2 separate regions of the Mus musculus genome follow, and region 1 is linked to region 2. The links are chromatin contacts, called in public HiChIP or PLAC-seq maps. All regions are on one chromosome and are shown on one strand. The core of a region is the stretch at or near the end of the contact, and the rest is flanking DNA. Distances in the headings are between cores, read along the strand shown.

Evidence for each region. HiChIP or PLAC-seq counts read pairs in DNA pulled down with a chosen protein or histone mark.
Region 1: a contact with region 2 is called in an HNF4G HiChIP or PLAC-seq map of pancreatic cancer cells. The contact joins the promoter of Usp43 here to the enhancer-like site in region 2. A contact is called at or near these places in 3 of 484 Hi-C or Micro-C datasets (embryonic stem cells and nephron progenitors), 6 of 115 datasets of contacts at active chromatin or transcription factors (embryonic forebrain, embryonic stem cells, forebrain and 1 more) and 3 of 9 other capture datasets (adipose tissue, liver and pancreatic islet).

What each region holds. Positions count from the first base shown.
Region 1 is chr11:67,918,319-67,924,638 of GRCm38.p6, reverse strand. It overlaps Usp43 (ubiquitin specific peptidase 43), which reads left to right and starts at 2,486. Exons shown (of 15, transcript NM_173754.4): 1 at 2,486-3,094. The coding sequence starts at 2,591.
Region 2 is chr11:67,837,627-67,844,899 of GRCm38.p6, reverse strand. It overlaps Gm40032 (a long non-coding RNA gene), which reads left to right and starts at 381. Exons shown (of 3, transcript XR_879959.2): 1 at 381-455. Within about 2 kb of position 4,874, at least 3 of the 459 cell types and tissues checked have an H3K27ac peak or open chromatin away from gene starts, as enhancers often do. A contact at or near this core is called in pancreatic cancer cells, where this site is marked.

The DNA of each region.
Region 1 (6,320 bases), core at 1,237-3,736, 82 kb before region 2:
TAAATGATCAGTTCAATGGTGAAGTGGTATAGGTATAGGTATAGGTATAGGTATAGGTATAGGTATAGGTATAGGTATAGGTTTGAACCCAGGTCTTTGTGCAGGTGTATTAGTTAACTCCTGTATAGCTTGTGTCCACATACCTGACAGCAACAATCTAAAGAGCAATGACTTACTCGGACTCACTGCTTTGAACGTGGTGGCTTTGCCCCCAGCACTAGGGGAGACCCTCCTGGTGAGGCATACACACTCAGTCACTGAAGACGGGAAGGAGAGAGGAATGCAGAGGGCTCTCCGTACCCATTTGATTCCCTCCAGGCCCCTAGGCCACGTGATGGCGCCACTCAGACTTAGACTGAGTCTTTACCAACTTATTAATCCTCTCAAGAGTCACCCTCCCAGTCTCATCCAGAGGTATGCTTCAATCGCTTGCTGATTTTTAAAATATTTATTAATTTCTTAGTGTGTGTCCATTATAGCACACAGATAAAAGCCCAAAGACAATCGGGGTAGTCAGCTCTCTCTCTGCATCTTGTGGTTCACAGAGATCAAACTCAGGTCGTCAGGTAGCCAATACCTTTACCTGCTCTATTATAGCCCAAAGTCCCTCTGAAATATATATATGCAAATGTATGAGTGCACTATCATATGTTCACCTGTTCTCCAGAAGGGGGCATCAGATCCCTTTATAGATGGTTGTGAGCCACCATGTGGTTGCTGGGACTTGAACTCTGGACCTCTGGAAGAGCAGTTTAACCTAACTGCTGAGCCATCGCTCCAGTTCCCCCACCCCCAACCAGGTGATTCTTTTTTTTTTTTTTTTTTTTTTTGGATTTTTTGGTTTTTCGAGACAGGGTCATCAGGTGATTCTTAATTTGATCGAATCGACAATCAAAAATTAGCCTTTACAGCAAGCTCATAAACCAACTCTAGCTCCAGTTTTCGACTTTGCCAAGTAAGAATAGATTTCTGCTCAGACATTTATTGTGAGTCGTGAGACACACACCCAGGATTCCAGCACTCAGGAGGCTAAGGTTGAGAATGAGAGTTCCAGACAAACCTGAGCAACATAAGTGTGATGGACTCCCTCCTTCTTACCAACAACCTCCTAGCAAAACAAAAGCAACAGCCGCTCCCGAAACTGTTACCAAATGAAAACTCCCTGCTGGGGATCTTGACATGATCTCAAAGGTGAAATACCGGAGATGATTTATCAGAGTCTGCTATGACCACGGCACCTTCAGTACATCCGGGTCATGAAATGAACCTTATAAATTTATCAACTAGGTGGATGTCTTTCCCAGGAAGGTAAATGGTGGCTTTTTACACTTCAAGTCTCCACATTACAGTTTCTTCTTTATCCTTAACTTATGCAACTTTTTGGCACCAGGTAACTGCTGCAATTCTATGTGAAGATCGAGGAGGGATACTTAATAAATGATGAGCACTTATTATTAAATAGCAAGTCACATTTTTGGGTTCTGATGTAAGTCTGACTCCAGAAAGCTGCTGATCTCTTTTTGAGCTACAAACTGATGAGAAATTCATTTTGCAAGACCTTGCCTGATTAATTATAAACCTGACAGTTAAGGCATAAAAGGAGCAGAGGCCTCCAGGGTTACCCAGGGAATTAAGGGCGGGGCGAGGCCAAACTAATTCTGATTGGGTAAGGATACAGCCAGGCTTTAGCGTGGAGGAGCGAAGCAGCAACCGAGTAGGGGGCGCGCCTGAGAACCGGAAAACTTCCTGCCAAGCAAATACTGGGGTTGTAAAGAGCCTGAACTCTGCAGTGCACCCAGGGAGGGTCGAATTCCGGTTCCTCTCTTTTCACAGCCTCAACCTCGCTGAGCTCCCTTCACCAATGAAAACCAGGACGTTCAAGTCTCCCAAGTTTAAGGAAAATGAATGTAACCTATTGTGTTATTTAAAAAAACAAAACAAAACAGCAAGAAAAAGAAAACAAACTCCCAACCCACTAGCATTCCCACTCCCAGTTCAGGTCCTGGGGTGACCGGTGTAGGCAAAGGCTGCAAAGGAGGTGGCGCCACCTGACCGCATGCACCTGAGCCTGGGCTCCCCACCTGCACAGCTGCCAGCGCGCGCCTCTCGGGACACCTGGGCACGAACAGGGGCACCGCTCGCCGGTCAATTTTCTTAGTCTTCATCTGGCTTCCACGACCAGAAACTTAGCCAGAGCCAGGGCTTTGCTTCGCTGGGCGCTTCAGAAGGTTCCATCCCCGGGTTAGCTACGCTGTTTAGGGATGGGCGGGGAAGGCGAGCCGAGGTGAAAGGCCTGTTCCAAGGCGGGAAGGAAGGGCGGGGAAGTCCACTAGGCGGGCTCAGAGGGAGTGCATTCCCAGCTCCAGCCGCGGGGGCGGGAGCCCGGCGGCGGGCGCTGCCCTAGGGCCGGATTCCCGCGTGGGGCGTGGCGTGGCGGCCCCGCCCCTGGCTCCGCCCTCGCCCGGTGTCCGCACACCTGGCTCTCAGGTAGCCGGCGCCCGGCGCCTCCGGGAGGCGGTGAGGACCGGGAAGCTGCCGGCCCGCCTGGGGTCTCGGGGGCTGCGCTCCCGGACCACCGTGCGTGGCCAGCATGGATCCGGGCGTGGGGAACGCACTGGGAGAGGGGCCGCCCGCGCCCCGGCCCCGCCGCCGCCGTTCCCTTCGCCGCCTGCTTAACCGCTTCCTGCTAGCTCTGGGCAGCCGCTCCCGCTCGGGGGACTCGCCGCCCCGGCCCCCGGCCCAGCCCAGTCCCTACGATGGCGATGGAGAAGGGGGCTTTGCCTGCGCCCCGGGCCCGGCACCAGCCTCTGCCGGGAGTCCAGGGCCAGATCGTCCTCCGGGATCCCAACCCCAGATATCTTCGGGTGACGGGGCGCGTCCGCCCGGCGCTCAGGGCTTGAAGAACCATGGCAACACCTGTTTCATGAACGCGGTGGTGCAGTGTCTCAGCAACACCGACCTGCTGGCCGAGTTCCTAGCGCTGGGGCGCTACCGGGCGGCGCCGGGCCGCGCCGAGGTCACCGAGCAGCTGGCGGCGCTGGTGCGCGCGCTCTGGACGCGCGAATACACGCCCCAACTTTCCGCAGAGTTCAAGGTAGGCAGCGCCAGCCGCCCGCAGACTCCTCCGACCCTTCTGGTTTCGGCTCTTGAAAAGCGTGTGAACCATCAGCCAAGCCTGGTTCTTGGGCGGGGAGTAGGGGGTAGGTCTTCGGTAGACACTACTTAACCAGCCCAGCCTTGGGTTACCGCCTTTGTTTCGAGGTGACATGTTACATTATCATTTGCAAATGCTTTCTTTAGAAATTAGTTTCTTCCTGGTATTTTGGGCTGGGGTGGAGAAAGCTGGCAGCCTTAAGTGTGTCCAGCAGTTTTGTGGTTAAAAGCAGTTGTTGGAGTGGGACTTGCCGGCCAGGGTGAGTTAGAGCTTAGGATCTAGAAGGATGCAGCATGGGAAGCAGGTCCTTGAAGGCCAAGCTTTGGGAAGGAGGAGATAGAAGCGTGAGGAACAGAAAGCCGAGAAGGAACGGATCTAGGAATAATCCAGGTAGAGTGATCAATAAGTAGAAAGGGCAGAGGCCTGAAAGTGAAGCGTTTTGAAGGCAGGTGAAGGTCTTCAGATCGTGTATGACCTTGGACGCAGTGGCTTTGGATTATTTAAGTCCAGTGGGTGCTGAGAACCCGTGGGTCAGGTATTCTCAAAAGTAGGGAGAGGGAGTCGTTAAGAGTGCTATAGTAGAATGGTATCCTTTAATTTAATTCATACTAAGTCCTGACAGTATGTGAGCAGGAAGTGGCATTTGTTATCTGTAAGATTACAGTCCCCTTGCTGGGAATGCTTCGGGGTCATGAGAAGGCGTTAAAGTACAAATGTGGAGTCCCAGTCGGATGATGAAAGTGTTCCAGATAATTGATGCATAGGGTTTGCATCCTGCTGCAAAACCGCAGCTCTGGGCAGAAAGCTGAAGCACCCCCACGGACTAGTGATTGTTATTGAGGGTGAATATGACTGTCGGTGTTCATTCTGCAAACATACATGGTTCTTAAGTTTCAGCCTGAGAAAGCAGTCTTTGTCCCGTTATCTGCAAGGATGCTAACAACTGCCTTCCTCTCTGACCTCTGACCCTGAAGGAGCACAGTAGTCACACAGATGTCTTTATTATCACTTTTGGGCCACATTTGCTGTTCAGATATGATCATCAGTGTAGTATAGTGGTCAAGAGCAAGGTCTTTTGGGCAGTGACTCATTGCTTGACAAATCACTTGTCATACAAGCCTTGAGGATATGTTTCCAGAACCCAGATAAAAAGGAAAAAAGCCAGGTGTCCCACTGCAGGCCTTTATCTTCACTGTGGACCTGTAATCCCAGGGTAGGCTTGTATACAGTTCCAGCCCTGGGGAGATGGAGCCAGGTAGATCCCTTGGGCTTGCTGTATGAATGATCTAGCCGATTTGTGAGGGTCTAGATTCAGTGACAGGTCCTGCCTGTCTCTGGAAAGGAACATACTTGGTTGGTGTACATACAGAAAGAGCAAGGGCTTGGGGGCTCTATGAATTTTATGCAAATTCATCTCTTCTCATCTGTAAAACCGATGTGCATGACAGTTACTTCATTATAGAGTAGTTGTGCTAAGTGGGTTATATAGAGAGCACCAAGGATATGCCTAGCTCCCGGGAAGTGTTTATTCTAGAATTGCACTTCCTTCCCGCAGAGAGACCTAGAGGAGGAAGGGAAGTGATCTTTGGGTAAGCTTTCTTTTACCAGATACATTCTCATCCAGTTACTACAGCAGCGAGAGTGGCAAGTAGCTTGGAAGAGACTGAAATTCGTAGTCACTGCCAGTGACTCACCAGGATTTCCTCTCTTGCTGTCTGAATCCCCAGGGCCCAGGAGCTCCCAAGTGCCCTGGGGGAATTGAAAGATAACCAAGCTGTTAATGAGGGAGACATAATCTGGGGTTTTCCTGGGACTTTTCGGTGGCCAAACTTGGAGAGTGGAATGGATTTTAGAATCCTGGATTTTAAATATTAAGGGTGGCAAACTAGGTGGGCTACCACTTTCCTTTATGGATATTGAAACCCACACCCAGTCAGTGCACGTTTATCGATTATGGAGACATTCTGTTGGGAACACGGACTGTGTGATGAGTGATGGGTAAAAGCCAGATCTTGGGACTGAGTGACAACTCTGGATCCAGATTCTGGGACTGCTCCCCAGGGATTCACTGTCTAGAGGAGAGATGGACACGGCAGCACAGTGGTCATGCAGGCCCTCAGAATTGGCGTTAAGATGGGAAGGGACCACACAAGGAGGTGTGACAGTTGTGGCAAGAGGATATGATTTGTTTGGAGGAGCAGCGTGGTCTTCCCTGTTGAGGTTCCTATACCTTGAATTGGGTTGTGAAAGATAAAGTGTCAACTAAGGACATGGGAGATGGGATATGGCAGCTCCAAGCCCGGAAAGGGAAAATGACAGCCAAGGGGAGGGATGGAGCAGAGGTTGGATCTCAGGCCAAGAATCCTTTTGCCAAATTCATTGGTGAAAGCTCATGGAGCTGGGGAGGAGAATAGAGAAGGAGAGATTTGACCTTGGTAAGGTGATTGCTTCGGGCCCAGGAAGGGTCCAGCAGGGTGGGGCTTGACCCCACCTCCACAAATGGGTTGGTTTTGCAATGGGTTTACAATGTTCTCTCTTTTAGAGTCTAGACGCACCAGTTTTCCACACATAGTAGGACCAATTTTCATTTGGTCCATCTCCCGTCTCCCATGTCCTTAGTTGACACTTCATCTTTCACAACCCAATTCAAGAAAATGGGTTAAATGCACTTTTATTTTTGGTGGGGAGGGGTTCAAGACAAGGTTTCTCTGTGTAGCCCTGGCTGTCCTGGAGCTCTGTAGACCAGGTTGGCTTCAAACTCACAGAGATCCACCTGTGAGTCCCTGAGAATGGAGATAGGGATGGTTGTGAGCCGCCCTGTGGGTGCTGGGAATCAAACCTGAACCCTTTGAAAGAGTCACTGCTCTTAACCACGTGAGCCCTCTCCAGCCCCAATTTCCCTGCATTTAAATCATTGTTCTCAGCTCTGATGATTTCCAGATATCCAATTCTATGAGTGGAACCACGCTTTCAAAATAAAAGGAATGTTTTAAGAACTTTCTAGTTTTACTTTTTAAAACAAGCCTTTTTTGGGGTGGGAGTTATATGATGAAGTGCATCTATCTCAAGGGTTGGATTTAGTGAGGTTTATCAGGTGTATGTACGGACAAACATCTTCCCACCTTAAATATTTACCCTTCCTTTCCTTTTTCTTTAGTTTTTGAGA
Region 2 (7,273 bases), core at 3,625-6,124:
CTTGCCCACAGGCACTTTCATGTCACCTCCCATCCCTGGATTCTTGCCTTTGTGAGTCTGCCTTTGTGAGTCTGCCATGCTCGGCTCCATATAGTGACCTCCAGTTCCTCACATTCAGGGTGAATCTTAAAATGCTTCTTCCCTTAAGAAAATGGTGTTCTGTGCCACAAGCTCTAGTTTCTTTTCCGTCTTCTTTTTCTTTTTCTTTTTTTCTTTCTGGCAGCTCACAAAGTTTCAACAAGCAGGAGTAACTTTAGCAGCTGTCATGGATGTAAATTGGACAGCCTTTGCAGGTTTGACATATTTCCTGGTAGGCTTCTGCAAACTATGTCATTTCTTCAACTCCCACCCCCCAGAATATCTAGCTAAATGGACCATGAAAGGAAAGTGTCTTTAGAATCTTGCCCTGAACTAATTGAGAAGCAAATGTAATCCTGCATTGCTGGCTAAAACAGGTAAGTGGAGCATGCTACCATGGCCTCTGAGTTGTGCAGAAGAGGGTCCCCGTTAGGTTAACCTAGGTGAAGTGTGCCCAAAATGGCCCAAGGGATACTGATGGTGATCATCAATCCCTTTATGCTGGTTTTAAACTCAGGCAGGAGAAAATTACAAATCTCCATGTGAGTTAGGCATTTTTGTTTCTCTATATCTGAATTCTGCCTGCAATGCCCTTTCCAGATATGGCTTACGTTTTCATCTCCATGATCTTTGTTGGGTGACTCCCAAAGGCATGGCCTAGTGACCCACAATGAGCTGTTGTCGTTCAGAACATGTCTGCACCCTTGCATCTCTTAGTAAGGACCAGAACCAAGGTAGATGGTGTGACCAAGGACAAAGACAGAGGCTCTGTGACTTCACAAGACAGAAAATGGAAACCAGGGGGAATTATCTTCTGTAGTGTAGGAAATCTTGCTGGAAAAGCTTAAGAGTCTAGGAGGCTCAAGAGAGAAATAGACCTGTGTATGTGGCAGACAAGTCCTTAGCAGCCACACTCAGGAAGTTCAGGTGGATGCTCACGAAACTGCTTTTTGAGGTGTTTGGGGTTGGGCCCAAATTGGAGTTGTATATGATATAGTCATTGGTGACTTTTCCTTAAGCTTTGGGCCAGAGAGAAGAATTTCTAAAGCTCCAGCTGGCTTGGCTTTTGTTGCCTTTTCTTCCTTCTTTCCTTCCTTCCTTCCTTCCTTCCTCCCTCCCTCCCTCCTCCCCTCCCATTTTTTATTTGTTTAATAGCATTTTGCCTGCATGTATGCCTCCACACCAGAAGAGGGCGCCAGATCTCACTATAGTTGGTTATGCGCTACCATGTAGTTGCTGGGAGGGAATTGAACTCAGTACCCCTGGAAGAGCAGCCAGTGCTCTTAGCCTCAGATGCATCTCTTTGGCCGCTTTGGGGCCTTTCCCACCCGACCTGATGACATCCCTCATTCTCTCGCCCTCAGGGAAGCATCTTGAAGTGGGGACATGGACATGATGCAGAGCAGCATCAGAGTGGGTGCATGGTTTCAGTGAAATCTTATCTCTCTGGTCTTTGTTTTCCTATTCCAATGGCCGATGCTGGACCAGGTCCTCTCTGGAGGCCTATCAGTTCTTACAAGCTTTTAAATCGGGAGGTAGCAGGAGCCAGATAGGCCTATTCTTCCATGTTGCCTAGCTGTCTGTCTTTGGGCAAGTTGTTTAAGTTCTCTGTGCCTCTTTCTCTCATCTGTGGAGCTAATGAGAGAACCCCCTCACATGGTAAGTGTATTCGATGAATTAACCGGAAAATATCAGTTATCAATCACTATTGCAGGACTCTGGGACACACTGGTCACAAAGGATTCGAGTCAGTAACAATATGAAAACTGAAAAATCAGACTTTGGGATGACTTGGTTTTGGCCTTGAGAATACAGTCCAAATGGCATAGAGAAAGAGTTAATATAGGATGTGCTCACAGGGAGCTGGAGGAGAAAGGATTGATTCTGGAGATGTAAAAAAACGTCTATTCTTCTACTTAGGAGCAATGGACCAACGAGATCCATTTTTAGAGGCCCCGTCACTCCGTCTGCCAGCTTTTCGGCTCATTTAATGGCTATATTTATTTTCGTCCACAGAGAACCCAGGTGTTTCCTACCTTGCACTTTTTAGTTAACTTTGACAAGTTAACTAGCAATTCTGTAAAAACCTGAAAGGCAGTGCTCACAAAGGCATTTTGATGTTGGCCTAAATCCTAGTTTCAGGTATATTCTTCCCAGTGTGTGTGTGTGTGTGTGGGGGTCTCTGAGCCACAAGTCACAGTCCTCAGCACTATGCATATGTCAGCACAGCTGGACAACTTGAATAGCAAGGGAACTGTGTCCCCAGTGTGCAGTTGTGACCTGCGGTGAGGCTAGAGATGTCTCTGTGTGCGTGCGCGCGCGCGCGCGCGCGCGTGTGTGTGTGTGTGTGTGTGTGTGTGTGTGTCTTTCTTTGTAACCTGGGCTGTCCTCCAATTCATGATCCTATCCCCTCTGTCTCCAGAGTGCAAGGGTTGTAGACATGTGCCACCAAACCTGGCCACTGTTGGTATTTCTAAAAGCCTTTGATTTTCTAAAGGTCTTTGATTTTTATGAACACGCAATGTGTTAATTAGGGGTGAGGAGCACCCAGACAAGAAATATAAGCTCATCTCCTGAGCAAAATGACCCATGTACAAATGGGAAGTCCTCAAAAAAAAAAAAAAGTGAGGCATTGCAGTAAGCTAAACAGATTCACAGTGAGCACTGTGTTCAAAGCCAAGGGCAAAAGGGAGTAAAATGCATTCTAGCCCAGATGTGGATGTCTAAGAGTCAACCGCATTCTCCATCAATGTGAGTGTTGCTCTGGTCTACATGAATCAAGTCTGTCCTAGACAGATCTCACGTCTTCTGTTCTATATTCCCCCCCCTCTCATAGCCTGTGAAGACCAGTAAACATCTCCTATGCTATAACATATTTGGGGTTCTACCATGCTGGCCTTTGTTCCTATACTTGGGTTCCCTTTCCTTCATGGCACTGACTTTTCTCCACCATCTGGGAAAATTCTCACATCACTGCTTATAAAAGTGCCTCCTGAGTACCTGGGCTGAATCCCTTTCCATTTCCCCAGAGCTCAGTTGTCCCTCAGAACCCATCAGAGACCAGCTTTATGAACTCCATCAGGTACCAAAGTTCCAGGACGCTCATATTCCTCATAAACAGCGTCTATAATTACTGGCAGGTAACCCAAGTTGCATCTCAAATACTCGCTACAATGTAAATATTTCTAATAGGGGCTGGAGAGATTGCTGAGTGGTTATCAGCACTTGCCAAGGATCCAGGTATAGTTCTCAGCATCCACAGGATGGTTCACAACCATCCACAGCTCCTGGAGATCTGACATCTTCCTCTGGCTTCCTTGAGCACCAGGCATGCACATAGTACACATCCATACATGCAGGCAAAAACATCCATGCACACAAAAGTCAACACATCTTTTAAAAAATGTACCTGTTATACCGAATTGCTGAGGGGATGATGGCAAGGATATTTATTTTTAAAGTGTCTTCCATCCATGGCTGGTTGCATCTGCAGATGTAGAGCTCACAACTCCACTCTTTATTCTCTGGGCTTCTCTTCATTGCTTATCTCCTTGTAAGTGTGGTCTGTGATCAAGAGGTCTCCAAGAGTCCAGGTGGAGCAGGCACTTAGAAATCCTCTGTTGACTGAATGAGTGGGTTGTCATGGCATCTGCAGCTTTGGGCTCCAGTGGACCTAATCTCAACAGTATTGCAGTCTCAGACTCTTTAACAGAGAGCCAGATGGGCCTTAAATTTCCAGATTTCGGCGTACATTAAAACAGCAATGCTGATCCTTAGAGGTCAAATTTCTCATTTTGGTCAAATCTTAGAGTAGCAATGAGTAGAGATGAGCATACAAGCAAGGACTTAGCGTGCAATTTTTAGGAGAAGTCCAAGGTTCTGGGTCATCTTTAACATTTATGGTCAGACGGCCCAGTCATAAAGATACCATTAAAATGAAGGATTTGAGTAGAAGGCAGACTTAGTGCTCATTTTCTCTAGAAAGTTGCTGAGTCAGGGACACCAGGAATCCTGGTTCAAAAAGATTTCCAGTAAGTCTCGCCACTCCATCAGGAAATTGTGCTGCATCTCACACAGGACTTGTTCAAATTGAAATAGTCTACCTTGAAAATACGTGTATAGCATCCTGGGAAGATTTTGTTTCTTTAGTGTCTGTATAGTGGCATTGCATCTTATGTGGGGAACATGTTGGGAAGACAGAATTGGCCTTGATGTCAGCTATGTTACACTTTAATGTCAGAGTACCCACTTTTACATAACTACAGAATCCTGAAGACAGTGCCCTATTGGTTCTTCTAGCCCTCCCTCGATTCAGACTTCTTAGTGACATTTAGTGTCTTTTCCTTTAAGGATGTCTTTGTAGTTGCCGTGACTAACTTGGCTTTCTGAGATGACCTCCTTAAGTTCTTAATGCACGCGGCAAAACAATGATCAGGACTGTGTTAGTCAGGGTTTCCATTGCCATGATGGACAGCACGACTGAAAGCTTTGGGCAGGAAAGGATCTACTTTGCTTACACAGGTTTCCTTGTCACAGATCGTCATCGAAGAAAGTCAGGAGGCAGGAACTGAAGTAGAGACACCCATCAGTTCTTTTAGAATATTTATCTGCTAATCTCTGATAATTGATTTATCATAATTGTATGCATATAAATTAAATGCATGGGCAACACCACTCCACTGCAGTAGAAGTAAAAATGAATTGCTAGGATTTGGTGGCTTGGAGGAGAATGGCCCTTATAGACTCATATATTTCAATGCTTAGTCACCAGGGAGTGCTACTGTTTGGGGAGCAATTAGGAAATGTGGCCTTGTTGGAGGAAGTGTGTCACTGGGAGTGGGCGTTGAGGTTTCAAAAGCCCATGTTAGGCCCAGTCTCTCTCTGTCTGTGTCTCTCTGTCTATGTCTCTGTCTGTCTGCCTGTCTGTCTTGCACATCAGGTTGTAAAGCTTTTAACTACTGCTCCAGTGCCAAGCCTGTTGCTTCCCACCATGATGATCATGAAGTAGCCCCTAAAACTGTAAGTAAGACCCCAATTAAACTTTCTTCTATAAGTAGCCTTGGTTGTGGTACCTCATCAAAGCAATAGAGCTGTAGGGTAACTTCAGTTTCCTAAGGCTTTACTGACCTGGGATACAAGTACAGTATTATTGAAAATGTCCTAACCCCCCCCCCCCCCCCAAGGCTCTCATTGCAGATTTCTACAATGTGCCTTTCCCACATTTCTGAGAGTCTGTATGCAGGATGGGCCTCTTAGATACTCATGTGCATATCTGCTTTGCCACTACATACTTATTCCTGCATAGAAGGTCTTCCTCTCCTATGCAAATTACTTTAAGTGAGTCCCTTCGACTTGTTCTCCTAAAAGTGTTTGACTGGTATTACCACCACCATAGTAGTAACAGTTATCAGAAACATGAATCTTGCTTATGTATTGCTTTGCCTCATATCTTTGGTGATTAACATTATGCAGAATAAGTACACAGAGAGAAGGCAAGGTATACAGATACAACTAAGGATCTCAGACTGTCAAAGTATTCAATTGTTCATATAGAAGAAGTAAAATCAATACCTGATTTCCCTTGTGTGTCCAGACTCATACTGAGGCCAGAGGAGGACACCAGGATACCTCTATCATACTTTACCTTGTGCCTCAGAGACATTTTTCAGCTAGGTTGGCAACCAGCAAGCCCTCACTATTCTCCTATTTCTGCATCCCTAAATGCTGGGGTTGCAGGCATGGGTAGGGCCGCCATGCACAGCTTTAATATTGATGCTGTGATCTATATTCAGGTCCTCCAGTTAATAATTATTTCTCTTCTTCTTCTTCTTCTTCTTCTTCTTCTTCTTCTTCTTCTTCTTCTTCTTCTTCTTCTTCTTCTTCTTCTTCTTCTTCCTCCTCCTCCTCCTCCTCCTCCTCCTCCTCCTCCTCCTCCTCCTCCTCCTCCTCCTCCTCTTTCTCTTCCCCCTCGTTTTCCTTCTCCTTCTTCTCCTCCTCCCCTTCCTTCTCCTTCTCCTACTCATTCTCTCCCTCCTTCTCCTCCCCCCAACCCCCAACCCTCGTCTCCTCTTTCTCCTCCCACCTGTGTCTGCAGTTTGGTGTGGCTTTTCTCTAGCACATATGCAGTAGAAAGTGTGAGAGGTTAGAAACATTGGCATATTACACACACACACACACACCCCCCCCCCCCGGCCAGCTGAGAACAGGTTTGGTGGCCAATTACTGGGATTTCTAGGTTCTTGTGGTCCAGAACAAGGAATTAGACAGATGTGTGGATGTAGCAGTAAGGATAGTTTATTAGATAAAAAGATATACTTTCTAAGGAGGAAGCAGGTGGATGGAAGCTTAGAAGCTCACGTAACTCAAATGGCCCTTAAAAAAAGATTTATTCATATTATGTGTATGAGTATACTGTAGCTGTCTTCAGATGCACCAGAAGAGGGCATCGGATCCCATTACAGATGGTTGTGAGCCACCATGTGGTTGCTGGGAATGGAACTCAGGACCTCTGGAAGAGCAGCCAGTGCTCTTAACTGATGAGTCATCTCTCAAGCTCCTTTTGTTTGTTTTGAGATAAGGTTTCACACTGTGGCCCAAGGTAGTCTTGAAGTCATAAAATTCCTTCTTGCCCAGTTTTCTCCCTCTGTGCTGGAATTACATAATGTGCTAGCACTCTCAGAGTAAGAAAGTGACAGGGTAGCTGTGTTTGGTGGCCCATGCTTTAATCCCAGAATTTGTCAGAAGGTGAGGAATCAGTTCAAGGCCATCTTTATCTACATAGTGAGTTTGTAGCCAGCTTGAGGTTCTAGTTCAGAAAAGCCAAAAAAAGACAGGTAACACTTTTGCCAGTAACAGGGCAAAAGTCTCCTTTTGAAATATTCCTTTGTTACAAATTAACGATTACTGCTACCCAGTTTGGAAAGCCAAGCTCAATGAGTCACATCCATAGCAGATTGAAAGGTGTTGTCAGGATCACTGCAAGCCCTGGCTAAAAATGACGGAAGAGTCTGCAGTTACAGCACTGGGTGAAGATGGTGGACTGAAAGGAGGAGGTGGTCACAGGTGTTATGGCGGTCACAGGAAGCATGGAGTACTGTGACTTTGATGGTTTATACCTGCTGCCATAACACCATGGTCAATTTTCTTTTGAAACAGCTTCCTGGGTGCCCTGGGAAGACCTGTTGGAAAGTTCTCA